Linked DNA regions of Mus musculus: all the other regions are linked to region 4. Evidence: chromatin contacts called from public HiChIP or PLAC-seq and promoter capture Hi-C data. All regions are on one chromosome and are shown on one strand. The core of a region is the stretch at or near the end of the contact, and the rest is flanking DNA. Distances in the headings are between cores, read along the strand shown. Region 1 overlaps Akap6 (A kinase (PRKA) anchor protein 6). Region 2 overlaps Akap6 (A kinase (PRKA) anchor protein 6). Region 3 holds the start of Brms1l (breast cancer metastasis-suppressor 1-like). Region 4 holds the start of Egln3 (egl-9 family hypoxia-inducible factor 3).

Evidence for each region. Promoter capture Hi-C pulls out the DNA fragments that hold promoters and counts their contacts. HiChIP or PLAC-seq counts read pairs in DNA pulled down with a chosen protein or histone mark. Capture Hi-C pulls out chosen DNA fragments and counts their contacts.
Region 1: a promoter capture Hi-C map of pre-B cells shows a contact between it and region 4, with 3 times the contacts expected there. The contact joins the enhancer-like site here to the promoter of Egln3 in region 4. A contact is called at or near these places in 6 of 39 promoter capture datasets (the C10 cell line, cranial neural crest, liver and 3 more) and 1 of 115 datasets of contacts at active chromatin or transcription factors (astrocytes).
Region 2: an H3K27ac HiChIP or PLAC-seq map of acute myeloid leukemia shows a contact between it and region 4, with 8 times the contacts expected there. The contact joins the enhancer-like site here to the promoter of Egln3 in region 4. A contact is called at or near these places in 15 of 39 promoter capture datasets (the 3T3-L1 cell line, 3T3-L1-derived adipocytes, the HPC-7 cell line and 9 more), 1 of 15 datasets of contacts at CTCF or cohesin (large pre-B cells), 7 of 484 Hi-C or Micro-C datasets (the 3T3-L1 cell line, the HPC-7 cell line, brown adipocytes and 4 more), 9 of 115 datasets of contacts at active chromatin or transcription factors (acute myeloid leukemia, bone marrow-derived macrophages, embryonic forebrain and 4 more) and 1 of 9 other capture datasets (adipose tissue).
Region 3: a promoter capture Hi-C map of liver shows a contact between it and region 4, with 2.2 times the contacts expected there. The contact joins the promoter of Brms1l here to the promoter of Egln3 in region 4. A contact is called at or near these places in 2 of 39 promoter capture datasets (neutrophils and pre-B cells) and 1 of 9 other capture datasets (liver).

Annotation. Positions count from the first base shown.
Region 1 is chr12:52,938,543-52,941,242 of GRCm38.p6, reverse strand. All of the region lies in intron 7 of Akap6 (A kinase (PRKA) anchor protein 6), which reads right to left. Among named protein-coding and RNA genes, the nearest start is that of Gm51971, 140 kb to the right of the region's middle. Within about 2 kb of position 1,437, at least 46 of the 459 cell types and tissues checked have an H3K27ac peak or open chromatin away from gene starts, as enhancers often do. A contact at or near this core is called in pre-B cells, where this site is marked.
Region 2 is chr12:52,907,344-52,910,043 of GRCm38.p6, reverse strand. The region is part of intron 4 of Akap6 (A kinase (PRKA) anchor protein 6); the gene reads right to left. Among named protein-coding and RNA genes, the nearest start is that of Gm51971, 110 kb to the right of the region's middle. Within about 2 kb of position 1,388, at least 20 of the 459 cell types and tissues checked have an H3K27ac peak or open chromatin away from gene starts, as enhancers often do. A contact at or near this core is called in acute myeloid leukemia and bone marrow-derived macrophages, where this site is marked.
Region 3 is chr12:55,834,993-55,837,692 of GRCm38.p6, reverse strand. It overlaps Brms1l (breast cancer metastasis-suppressor 1-like), which reads right to left and starts at 1,327. Exons shown (of 10, transcript NM_001037756.3): 1 at 1,048-1,327. The coding sequence starts at 1,189.
Region 4 is chr12:54,202,616-54,205,315 of GRCm38.p6, reverse strand. It overlaps Egln3 (egl-9 family hypoxia-inducible factor 3), which reads left to right and starts at 1,442. Exons shown (of 5, transcript NM_028133.2): 1 at 1,442-2,111. The coding sequence starts at 1,755.

The sequences.
Region 1 (2,700 bases), core at 188-2,687, 1.3 Mb after region 4:
CCTTCCCAGTGCACCGTGTCCCTCATTTGACCTTTTAAATAATTTTTAACTCTTACACTTTATACTTACTCTTTTTTCCCTTCTTAGAGTAGTTCTTGGTCAAGGTAGAGACTTAGAAAAGTCAAAGTTATTTTGAAATACATAGCTAAATAGAGGTATCATCTACTTTTTACAAAGCCCTCTAAAACACTGCTCTCTAATGGCCATGGAACATTTTGCCAGAATAAAATGTAGCTCAGTTTAATCATACAATCCTTGTTGAAACACTTTAGCTGGTACTGTCTGCTATTTAAGTGTCAATGTCTCAGACATCTTCCCATTCATTGATTCTGTGTGTGGGGGGGGCAGTACGCCTCTTACAGGAGTTCCTGTTAGAACGTGAGGAGCGACCTGTGCTCAGAGGAGGTTTTCTGAGAAGGCAGATGTTGTCTCTTTTGCTCTGGCTCAGGAAACAAGCTGACTGAAACCCAGTCCTGTTGACCAGCTTTACCACACCACACCACACCACAGCTCTCCCATCAGTCTGAGGTGCACGTCTCTGGAGATCCCTGTGGTATATCATGTCCTCCCTTCCTCATGTAAGTCATCCACCCCTGCCTCGTGACTTATAGACAGTGGAGAATGTATCTACACAGAAATCCAGGGTTATTTCCCACTTAGTCACAGACACACACACACACAGACACACACAGACACACACACAGACACACACACAGACACACACACAGACACACACACACACACACACACACACACACACACACACACAGACACACACACACACACAAGTCAACAGCTTCCTCCTCGATGCTTACCCTTCTCAGACCACTACTCTGTGGCATGTCACTCCCTCATGGCAACCCTCCCTCAACTTTTCTGAGTCTCTTCTGTCCTGCGACCTGTTTCCCTTCATCGTTTTAATAGTACAGTCTCAAAAGCATCCTAACCCTCCATCCCCACAAGCCCCACCTCTCTAACAGCTCTACATGCACACTGAGCCCAGGCAGCAGGGAGCAGACAGTGGAGAGGGAGAACAGGGGATCTAAGCCTGGAAGTGCAGCCTGGAGCCCTAGCTCTGAGATTTAGTGGCTGTCTGCCCTTAGGCAAACTGGTTAACCTCTCTGGGGTCTCTTGACTGTGTTTAGTGTTTGCTGTGATGGCTGAATACAGGGCAGCCAGTGAATGGGAATTGGACATGACAGAGCTTTTGGTTTGGTTTTGTGGTGTTGGCAATCTTGCTTATGTCCTCATGTATGCTAGGCAAGTACTCTACCATGAGTCTACCTCTCAGCCCCTCTTTCTGTTAAATAAATAAAACACAACCCAGCTTTTAGTTCTGTGCTTTCTTGTCATTTCGGCTCCACTTCCACAGTGAAGCCGTTGCCAATCAACTGCTTCCTCTGCAAGCAGATGTCTGCTGACTACAGTCAGGTCCCTGGTGCTAGCTGCAGCTTTGAACCTCCCATCAGGTCACTTCCTAAAATATGTGCTCATGTGCCACGCACCTCTCTCTCTTTCTTCAGGTGTTTCCTGAAACGTGACCTCTTCGACCTAGGTTCCAGTTGGGCTGATCTTGCCGTTCAATTCTGGTGCCAACAGATAAAGGGAATCCCCTGGGCTTTTCACAGGCTGCACGGTCTCAATGTTGTGAGGCTGGCTTGGGTTTCTGCTCTGCCTGTATTAAAAGTCTGAGTCTCAGAGGGCACAGTGGGTGCTAGCTCACTCAGAGCGCAATGCTCGTGCACACGCGTGCTGAAGAAATGCGGTTGGGGAGTGTTACTCGCTCTGTCCGTTCCAGGAATAGAAACTATGAACTTTTCAATCTGTCTCCCCCGTGCTACAATATGTTCAGATCCTGAGTCTACCAGGCAACTAATTTCTGGAGTCCCTTTCACAAATTGAGAAACTGTTAAGAAAATGTCAGATTAATAAAATTGTTTTCGACATTGTAAATCCAAAGAATACCTTTACGACCGTAGTGTTCCGACTTAAAAGGCGCCTCATTTAATGTTCAGCGGCATATGTTCCACAGGCTATTTTGTAAATCCAAAATGGATAATCAAAACATGCCAATACTCGTTTTTAAAAAATACTTTGCTGTATTCGGTGCAGGCGCCATTATGGAGAAGTTACACTCTGAGCAAAAAGATTTGTAGCAAAGCACATGACCTTCTTCCCACTACAATGACCATCCCCTAATTAGGCAATGCATCTGATAGTCATTAACAGGAATGAGATAATGAATCACTTTCTCTCTTCTTTGTTAATTTGCTGTAACCAAGCGGCTAATGGATGTCAGAGCTGAGTGATTGCACTGATTATAGTGATTTATAGTTGCAACAAAACAATTTAAAACCATTCTGATTATTCATGTTAAAGATGCTTTATGTTTTGTTTACTAAATGTTTTATGCGCCCCCCCTCTTCCTCCCACCCCCTGAGAATCCTGTCCCCCTTCTGCTCTGCTACTTTGTACAAAGAGACCTCTTCCTGGAAAACTTGAAAGTTGTCGCCTTTTGTTTTGTTTTCAGCCAAGATATATATACATACATATATATATATATATATATATATATATATATATATATATATGGGAGGAGAGAGACAGAGACAGAGGAGTTACAAAGTTTACCCACTAGAAAAGAAGAGCCTTAGGGGTGGAAAGAAAACTTCAGTGGTGCCTAGTTCAAAAGAAGACAGG
Region 2 (2,700 bases), core at 139-2,638, 1.3 Mb after region 4:
CAACCATGAAAGCTTAGGAGCGTGTTCAGGGTCATAGATGTTGTTAGTCAAAAAGTTTTAAGTCATGCATGTCAGATTTCCTAGCAGAACCACGAGTGCAGGGTTAGCTGAGATTTCTGAGATGCAATTAGTAAACCGAGGGCCCTGGGAAACCTTCCTTGAACGAGTGTCTGTACAGCTCAGGCAGTCAACACAACAGGGTGGACATCAGAGACAACAAGGACCTTTCTCTGCAAATGTCTTCTCAACTGCAGCCCACCCTCACCGGTTTTCTTTGCCGGGTGATCTCCTGCCTCCTCTTTTGCCGATGCCAAGTTTCATCCATCGAGACAGAAACATGAGAAGTCTCGCTGTTCCTGTTTGTAACAAAAACCAGGTTGTACTTTCTCTTAGGGAAATCTTGGCTCTCTACACCCCAGTGGGGGCACTGTTGCTGTGTGTGGCCTTAAGAGTGCGGATGCAAACGGTTGAATGGAAATCAGTTTCCCTGGCGTTCAGTCAGCTCTTGATGTATTGATCTCCTGGCTTTGTCCAGTGTTCCAGCACCTCCGTGTACTACCAAGGGCACTTCCTGTGAGTCACGGGACATGTCCTCTCTCTCTCAGAAAGACCAAGAAAGTGGTGCACACAGGTGCATTCACACTTAGACCCACACACAGCTGATGCTTGCTTTCAGAGGGCCCACTGACATCTTTGTGGTGTGAATAAAGGAAAGCAGGCCGGTGTGGATGACAACAGGCAGAAAAATAGGGTAAATCTAGAAAATGCAACTATTTTGAAATAGGGATCAAACTATAATATGACAAAAACTGATCATTCATTCATTCATTGAAATATTTAGTAAGATCCTGCTGTGTATGAAGCAACTGGTAGACATGAATGGGCACAGAAAGGTAAATATCGATATTTAAAAAGATGGCAGAATGCAAAGCATGTCTAAACTCTGATATATTGGATTCAAATGATTTTGTAAGAAAAACAGCTCCTAAGAAAGAATGAAGGACGTATTCTGTTATACACAGCACTCTTATCTGTACATTAATTTGTTCCTTCCTATGGTTGGTACTAGGTACATGAGTGTGTTTCTCTAGTGTTCTGGATAACTATAGAAGTCAGGTTCCTCCTGCCTGGTGCTGCCCTGCACTGTGTGGAGAACGCACCTCCCCCAACCCCAGCGCACAAAGGCTGAGGTGGGAGCCTGGCTCCTCGGTTCCTGGACTCCTCAGCTCCTCAGCTCCTCTCCCTTCGCACTGATCTCTTTCTGCCCCGTCTTTTGAGAGGAGCTCTGCAAGAAAGATCACTAAAGAGTTCCCTCCTAACGTACGGAAGGCAGACTTGAAGGAAGTTAAATGTGACCATTCACGACCATTGCCGTAACAGGCTGAATGACTCCGTTGACTGACAGAGGAAGTGGTCAGCAGGCAGCGTTAGCCACGTCCTGGATGGTCAGTTGCCCTGTGGTGTCTGGCATCTGGATGTGAACCTTGTGTATCTGTGTGTCTTCACCTCAAAAGGATTCTGTCTCCTGTTAGAGACCCCAGATGTGAATTCTGGGCCAGACTAGATCAAATAAGCTGCCAACAAGCAGGGCCATGCAGATGAACCCCGGAACCGTGAACAACAACTTTATGGAGAAAAAAAAAATGGCCAACTTCTATTGGTATTTTAAGTCGTTAAAACCTAATTGCTACTTTCTCCGTATTCCACAGTTAAAGGCCCAGCGAATTCATCCGGATAATTCTAGCTGAAGTAATAAGCACCCTCACTACAGCTAGGATCTGTTGTGTAAAATAAAACACTTAGGACCTGTAATGATCACAGGAGGTGGGGACTCTTGTCACTCTCGGTATGCAGATGAGAAGAGCAAGTGTCTTGTCCGTGCCCTGAAGCTGAAAGGCGATGGACTCAGTACCCAAACCTGGAGCTGGAAAGTGATGAACTCAGTACCCAAACCTGGAGCTGGAAGGTGATGGACTCAGTACCCAAACCTGGAGCTGGAAGGTGATGGACTCAGTACCCAAACCTGGAGCTGGAAGGTGATGGACTCAGTACCCAAACCTGGAGCTGGAAGGTGATGGACTCAGTACACAAACAGGGTCTCACTGGTCCACATGACATCACGGAAGACCAGCTGGCTGACTTGACTGATAGGTTTTTCTTCCCAGAAATTGAAAGTTGAAAATAAATAAAGATTATGTAAGGATAACAGAAGATGGTATATTAAAAGAGAGACACATTAACCGTGAGCCAGGGTAGACATTAGGGAACAGTGGTAGAGCCACTCAGAACTGACTTTGGTTCCAGCAGTTACTACAGGAGTTGTTTCCTGCCTTTGAAATCAGTTCCTTCACCTGTAAAATTCATGCAATAATATTCATTTGGGGGATTCCATGATAATTGCCAGAGAAAGTACATTAAAGGCTACTCATCCATAAATGAGACCTCTTTCTCAACACCCACTGCCACCACCAACACTTGGAGAACATCACAGAAGAGGAGGTGAAGAGCCTGTAAGAGCCGGATGATGGGAGGAGCACTGTGTAAGAGCCGGATGATGGGAGGAGCACTGTGTAAGAGCAGGATGATGGGAGGAGCACTGTGTAAGAGCAGGATGATGGGAGGAGCACTGTGTAAGAGCAGGATGATGGGAGGAGCACTGTGTAAGAGCAGGATGATGGGAGGAGCACTGTGTAAGAGCAG
Region 3 (2,700 bases), core at 78-2,577, 1.6 Mb before region 4:
GTAAGCAAAACACTGTTCTTCAACGGAGATAACTATAAATTTATCCTCATGTTTATTTATGAGTATAATGAGTATGAGTATATAAATGAGTATATGAGTATAAATATTTATGAGTAAAAACTTCATAAATATTTACTTTTGGATGGCTGACTTATCGGCATTACATGCTTCCAAGTATACTTTTTTGACAGACAAACCTGAAAAAAAAAAAGGTGTGAGGTGATACCACAGTCATTAACCTGTTATCAATGCTTCCCATTACACAGCCAAAACCAGGGTTAGACAAAGCCATTCTCAGTCTGTCATATGGTTAGAGGAAGATCCGGGAAATCAGTTCCATTCATTTTATTAAAGTATTAAAAGACTTATAAGGGGTTAGAAACAGCCCAAAGTTACAAAATAACCAAAGCTTGAAGATTCTGGGAATGTCAACACTGCCCACATCTTCCAGATTAAAAACTGACAAAGATTCCAAATGATCCCTCAGGCTGGTCCCTTCTTCGTCTTGAAAACTTTTGGGACCTATTATGAACCTGAGAGTTCCCAAGTCAGTCCTCTGATGACAGTACTGGTGAGAGGCTGACCTGAAAGCTAAGGTTGATGAGTGGCAAGCCCGCCAAGGACCAAGGCAAATTTATCCTCAGCCCCCACAAAAACGCTGACAAAGGTTGCTGAGACTACTAGTAAAGAGGTCGGTGGTGTCAGCTAAGGGACATTTGCAGTCTTCCAGACCAGCCAGCCGGACATTCCACTCCGGAGCCGGTAGCCCCAGGGTACTGCCAGGTGACCCTAGGGCGGGTCCCACAGTGCACAGAATCGCCTCGGGTCCTCAAAGCCTGCGGGCGCCCAGCCCACCGGGAGCCAGAGCCAGAACTGGAGCCCGCGGCGACCCGCAGCTCCGGGTGCCAGACGCCGAGCCAGTCCCCGCCCCTTCCCCATCTCCCCGCCCCGCGCTCGCAGCAGGACGCACCGCCCGGCGTGAGCACCGCGGCCTGTCGCGCGCGCGGCGCAAGGGACCCGGCATCCCCGCCCAGCTGGGTAGCGCACCTGAACTGTCCCCATCCTCCGAGACCGACGAGCTCTCGGTGTCCTCGTCTTCGGAACTGCTCCCCTCGTTCTCCGCGTAGTCCACCTCCATCTCATCGTGATGATTCGTCTCCTTCTTATCCCCTCGAGAATGGACCGGCATTTTCCAACCTCGCCGTCGCTTCCCACTTCCTGCTCCCAGCCCGGCCACTGCCGCTTCGGTGAAGGGCGCGCCGAACGCCCCGACCCACCCGGCCACCGAGCTGGATCCGAAACCCTCGACTCCTCCCCACCCCCGGCCTCAGCCTCACAACCTAACCCGCAGGCTTGCGCTGCGAGCTCTGCCATTGGTCAAGGCTGTCCCGGAGCTAGAGGCGTGGCTTGTCTTGCAAGCGAACGATTGGTTACCGGTGATTACGGCGCGGCCTTCCGCTGTCTGTCGGGAATTGTAGTCCTTAGGCCTCAGAGCTTCAGGGGCTATGGGTTTCTAAGATTCAGCTGCCTTAATCGCTTCTCACTTCGGACTTCAAGTCCCACAAGGCAGGAAAGCTGACATACTGGGACGCAGTTTATAAACTAAACAGAAACAGATTGTGCGGATTTGGTCTGTACTTATCCTTTTCCCGCCAAGTGGTTATCTGATCTGCCTAGCTACTCAAACTGTGAGAAGAATGTGAAAAGATCCTTTGCCTGAAAGGGTCTTTGCATACTCTGTGAGCCTGGAGGGTTACAGAATCGTCTCTTCTACACTAGTAGTACCTTTAGTACAGCTAGTAAACTATTAAATTGAATTGTATGTGTAAGAAATAATTTTCACAAAGAAAATTTCATTGTTCTTGGAATTTTTACAACCAAAACTACAGAGGGGAAGGAAATTTTATCTTAGTATTTCAATCTTGCGTTCTTACTTTTTTTTTTTTTTTTTAATGGAAGAAGCTACCCAAATTAAATTGATTTAATTTCAGGTTCCAGTGAAAAATAAATATTTGACTTAAAAAGATGTCATTTTTTTTTTTTCAAAAACAGGATTACACAGACAAGGACGATGCCATAACTACCATAATAATCGTAACTTATAACCGATCACTTTCACTCTTTATCAGGTTATCTTGGTAAATTCACTGCATGGATTTGCTGAGTTCAATTTTTAGTTTAATAGCCCTAAGGTAGGAGTCGGTATTATGTCCATTTTATCAACAAAATATATGGTTAAAGTATTAAAGGGACACCAGGAAGTAGAATGAAACTTAGCTGTCCTGGAACTTGCTCAGTAGGCTGACCTTGAGTTTAGTGATCTGCACGGCTCTGTCTCCTGGGATTAAAGGTATGTTCCATCACACATAGACTTAAATTTAGCTGAGTGGGATCTGTTATCTCCTAAAACAAAAGATTTTGCTCTGTTCTACTTCCCGGTGTCCCTTTAAATATTTTTCCTTTCTCAGCTTGCTCATTTTCTTACAGGTTCAGAGGTTCTGTCCATTACCATCAAGGCGGGAGCATGCCAGCATCCGGAGGAGCTGAGGGTCCTACATCATCTTATTCAGACTGGCTCCCAGGGAGCTAGGATGAGGGTCTTAAAGCCCATGCCCACAACGACACACTTGCTCTAACACCTACTGCAGCAAGGCCACACCTCCTAATAGTGCCACTTCCTGGGCCAAGCATATACAAACA
Region 4 (2,700 bases), core at 193-2,692:
CTGTCTAAAACCCCAGCTGGTGATTGCAGGGCCCAGGTTCAGATGTCAGTGTCTCAGGAGACTGTTTTCCAACCATCTATCATGTGCTGGCATCAGTGTTTCAAGGACATGGGCTCCTGTCACCCCAGTGCTGCTATGGGCTTTTGGACAACAGCTTCTTGAAGTTGAGCCTTTACCCTAAGGAAATACACCTTCTCCTGGACAGACATATGGAAGAGGCCAACTGAGCAAGGCCATTAACAGGGTCCCTGTTCTCCATGGAGCTAGTTAGGTTTCTTCAAAGCTGCTTACACCCTCTCTGGTTGACTGCCACTCCCCAAGGCCCTGTTTGCCCTCACTGACTACAATACAGCCTTCTTCCCAGTCTGTCAGCACTCTCTCCTCCTCTGCCTCTCCTTCACATGAACTGCACCCCCACTTCTCCCCTCAGAGAAGGTGAGCAGAGGGGCTATTGGGAAGAGAATAAAAGCAAAAAGGACTTTATGTCCAAAATTAGTGATGCTTGAAAAATCGGTGCAGTTTTTCATTTGACTTAACTGAAAATCTAAATGTGCAAAGATGTGAACTGACTCTCTGTCTCTCTGTCTCTCTGTGTTTGTCTCTCTTTCCCTCTGTCTTAGATGTCTCTGTTTCTCTCTCTCTCATTTGGAAGGAAAGGGCATCAGAAATCTGTATAGAGACCACCTTACAGTAGATAATTAAGCCTTTTGGGTAGGGCCTAGGGCTCTAGTGCAAGTTGCATGTAGTAGAAGCCAGAGAGACCTGGAACACAGTGTATCTTTTGGGGAGAGTGCGAGTGATTTTGAGAGAGAATTTCAGAACCTTTTAGTAAAAAGCTTGAGTATAAATGGTGCATGAACATCTCCCGCAGGACAAAATACAAAAATTTGCAGGATTTGGCAGTGCTCTCCCTTCCCGGGGCGCCTCCCTATCTCTCTGTCCTCCACTCCCTTCTCAGGGGATACACACCAGCCTGGCACACAGGGTGGGGGGAGGTCAAGGGGAATGTTTGTTAATGAATCAGTCAGTTTTGGTTAAAATTAAATTCACCTCTCTCTCTCACAGGGGTTGGAACAGCCAGACCCGAATCAAACAGAAGAGGAAAGAAGGAAAGACACTAGGTAGAGCTTAAACCTTAATGTTTAAGAAATATAGTCACCAGAGAGGTGACTAGCCCAGAAAGTGGCAATAAACTGTTCATGTGCATCTCAGACGTGAGATCCAGGTTTTCAAGTTTGTTAGGGGATTTAACGCAAATCAATATGCAAATCGAGAGCATTAAAAAAAAAAAATCCAGCCCTTTCTTGGGTCACACACAGGTTAGCTAGAGTGGAGCTCACCCAGATGCTCCGCAGCACCAGTCCAAGAGGAAGAGCCCGGAGGAGGGCAGTCCCGGGGGCGGGACCATGACGTTGGGGTCAAGGCGGTGCTTTCTCTCGTTCCTCCCCCGGCCACGGCCGCCGCGGCGGTGGCTCTGCATCTCCAAAAAGGGCCCTCCGACTTCTCACTGGGCCAGTCCGGCGCTGGGTGGCGGAGCCCTACACTGCTCCCGCCGGTCCCAGAGCCGGGATCCCTTCTCTTCAGAGTTTCGAGCAACTTTCCCCGCCTCTGGAGCTAAAGTGGCTCGGGGACTGTGACCACCGCAGGTGGGAGAGTCCCCGGCCCGGCTCTCCGCATCTTCGCTGTGCGCTCGCGCTGGGAAAGCCCTGGGTGCGTGCACCCTGGGGGTCCCCGGCCTCGGCTCTGTGGGCGAGATGCCTCTGGGACACATCATGAGGCTGGATCTGGAGAAGATCGCCCTGGAGTACATCGTGCCCTGTCTGCACGAGGTCGGCTTCTGCTACCTGGACAACTTCCTAGGCGAGGTGGTGGGCGACTGCGTGCTGGAGCGAGTCAAGCAGCTGCACTACAACGGGGCCCTGCGTGACGGCCAGCTGGCCGGGCCGTGCGCCGGCGTCTCCAAGCGGCACCTGCGAGGCGACCAGATCACGTGGATCGGGGGCAACGAGGAGGGCTGCGAGGCCATCAACTTCCTCCTGTCCCTCATCGACCGGCTGGTCCTGTACTGCGGGAGCCGGCTGGGCAAATACTATGTCAAGGAGCGGTCCAAGGTAGGATGCGTGCGGGTGCCCAGCCGCAGCTGCGCTGCAGGGGACGGGAAGCCTTCATTCGGAGTGTTGTGTCGCCTTCGCTGGGGTGCAGCGAACTTTGGTTTTTAACCAAGAAGTCAGCTTGCCTATCTGCCCTACTTGCGTCCCCTCCACCTCCTGGCCTAACCCCTTAAGCAAAAGTCCACGTTAAGGGGCTCAGGTGTCTCGTGATGATGAGCTTCTGCTGACTCTGAAAGAATTGCCCTGGTTTTGGTGATGACCGCAAGGACAACTGGCTGGTGGAGGGAAAAGATATTGGAAACACTGCGACACGCATGTCCATGATCCGAAGTGCCTCCTTTAAAGCCACCCGGTACTGCCCTTCACAGTAGCCAGAGGCACTCTTAACTCTACTAGAGGCAAGTCTAATTTTTGCCTTGTGTTAGTTGGCTTGTAGAGTTAGGTAGGGTGGGAGGGAAGAGTTCGGTATGACAAGGTTAAGTCCTCCACTTCTGCTGCAGCCTTTGAGCCCTGGGGCTCAGAATTCTCATAGACCCCTCAGCCCAAGTGCTGAGCCCCACGCCATCGCCTTTCTTTTCCTATAAACTCA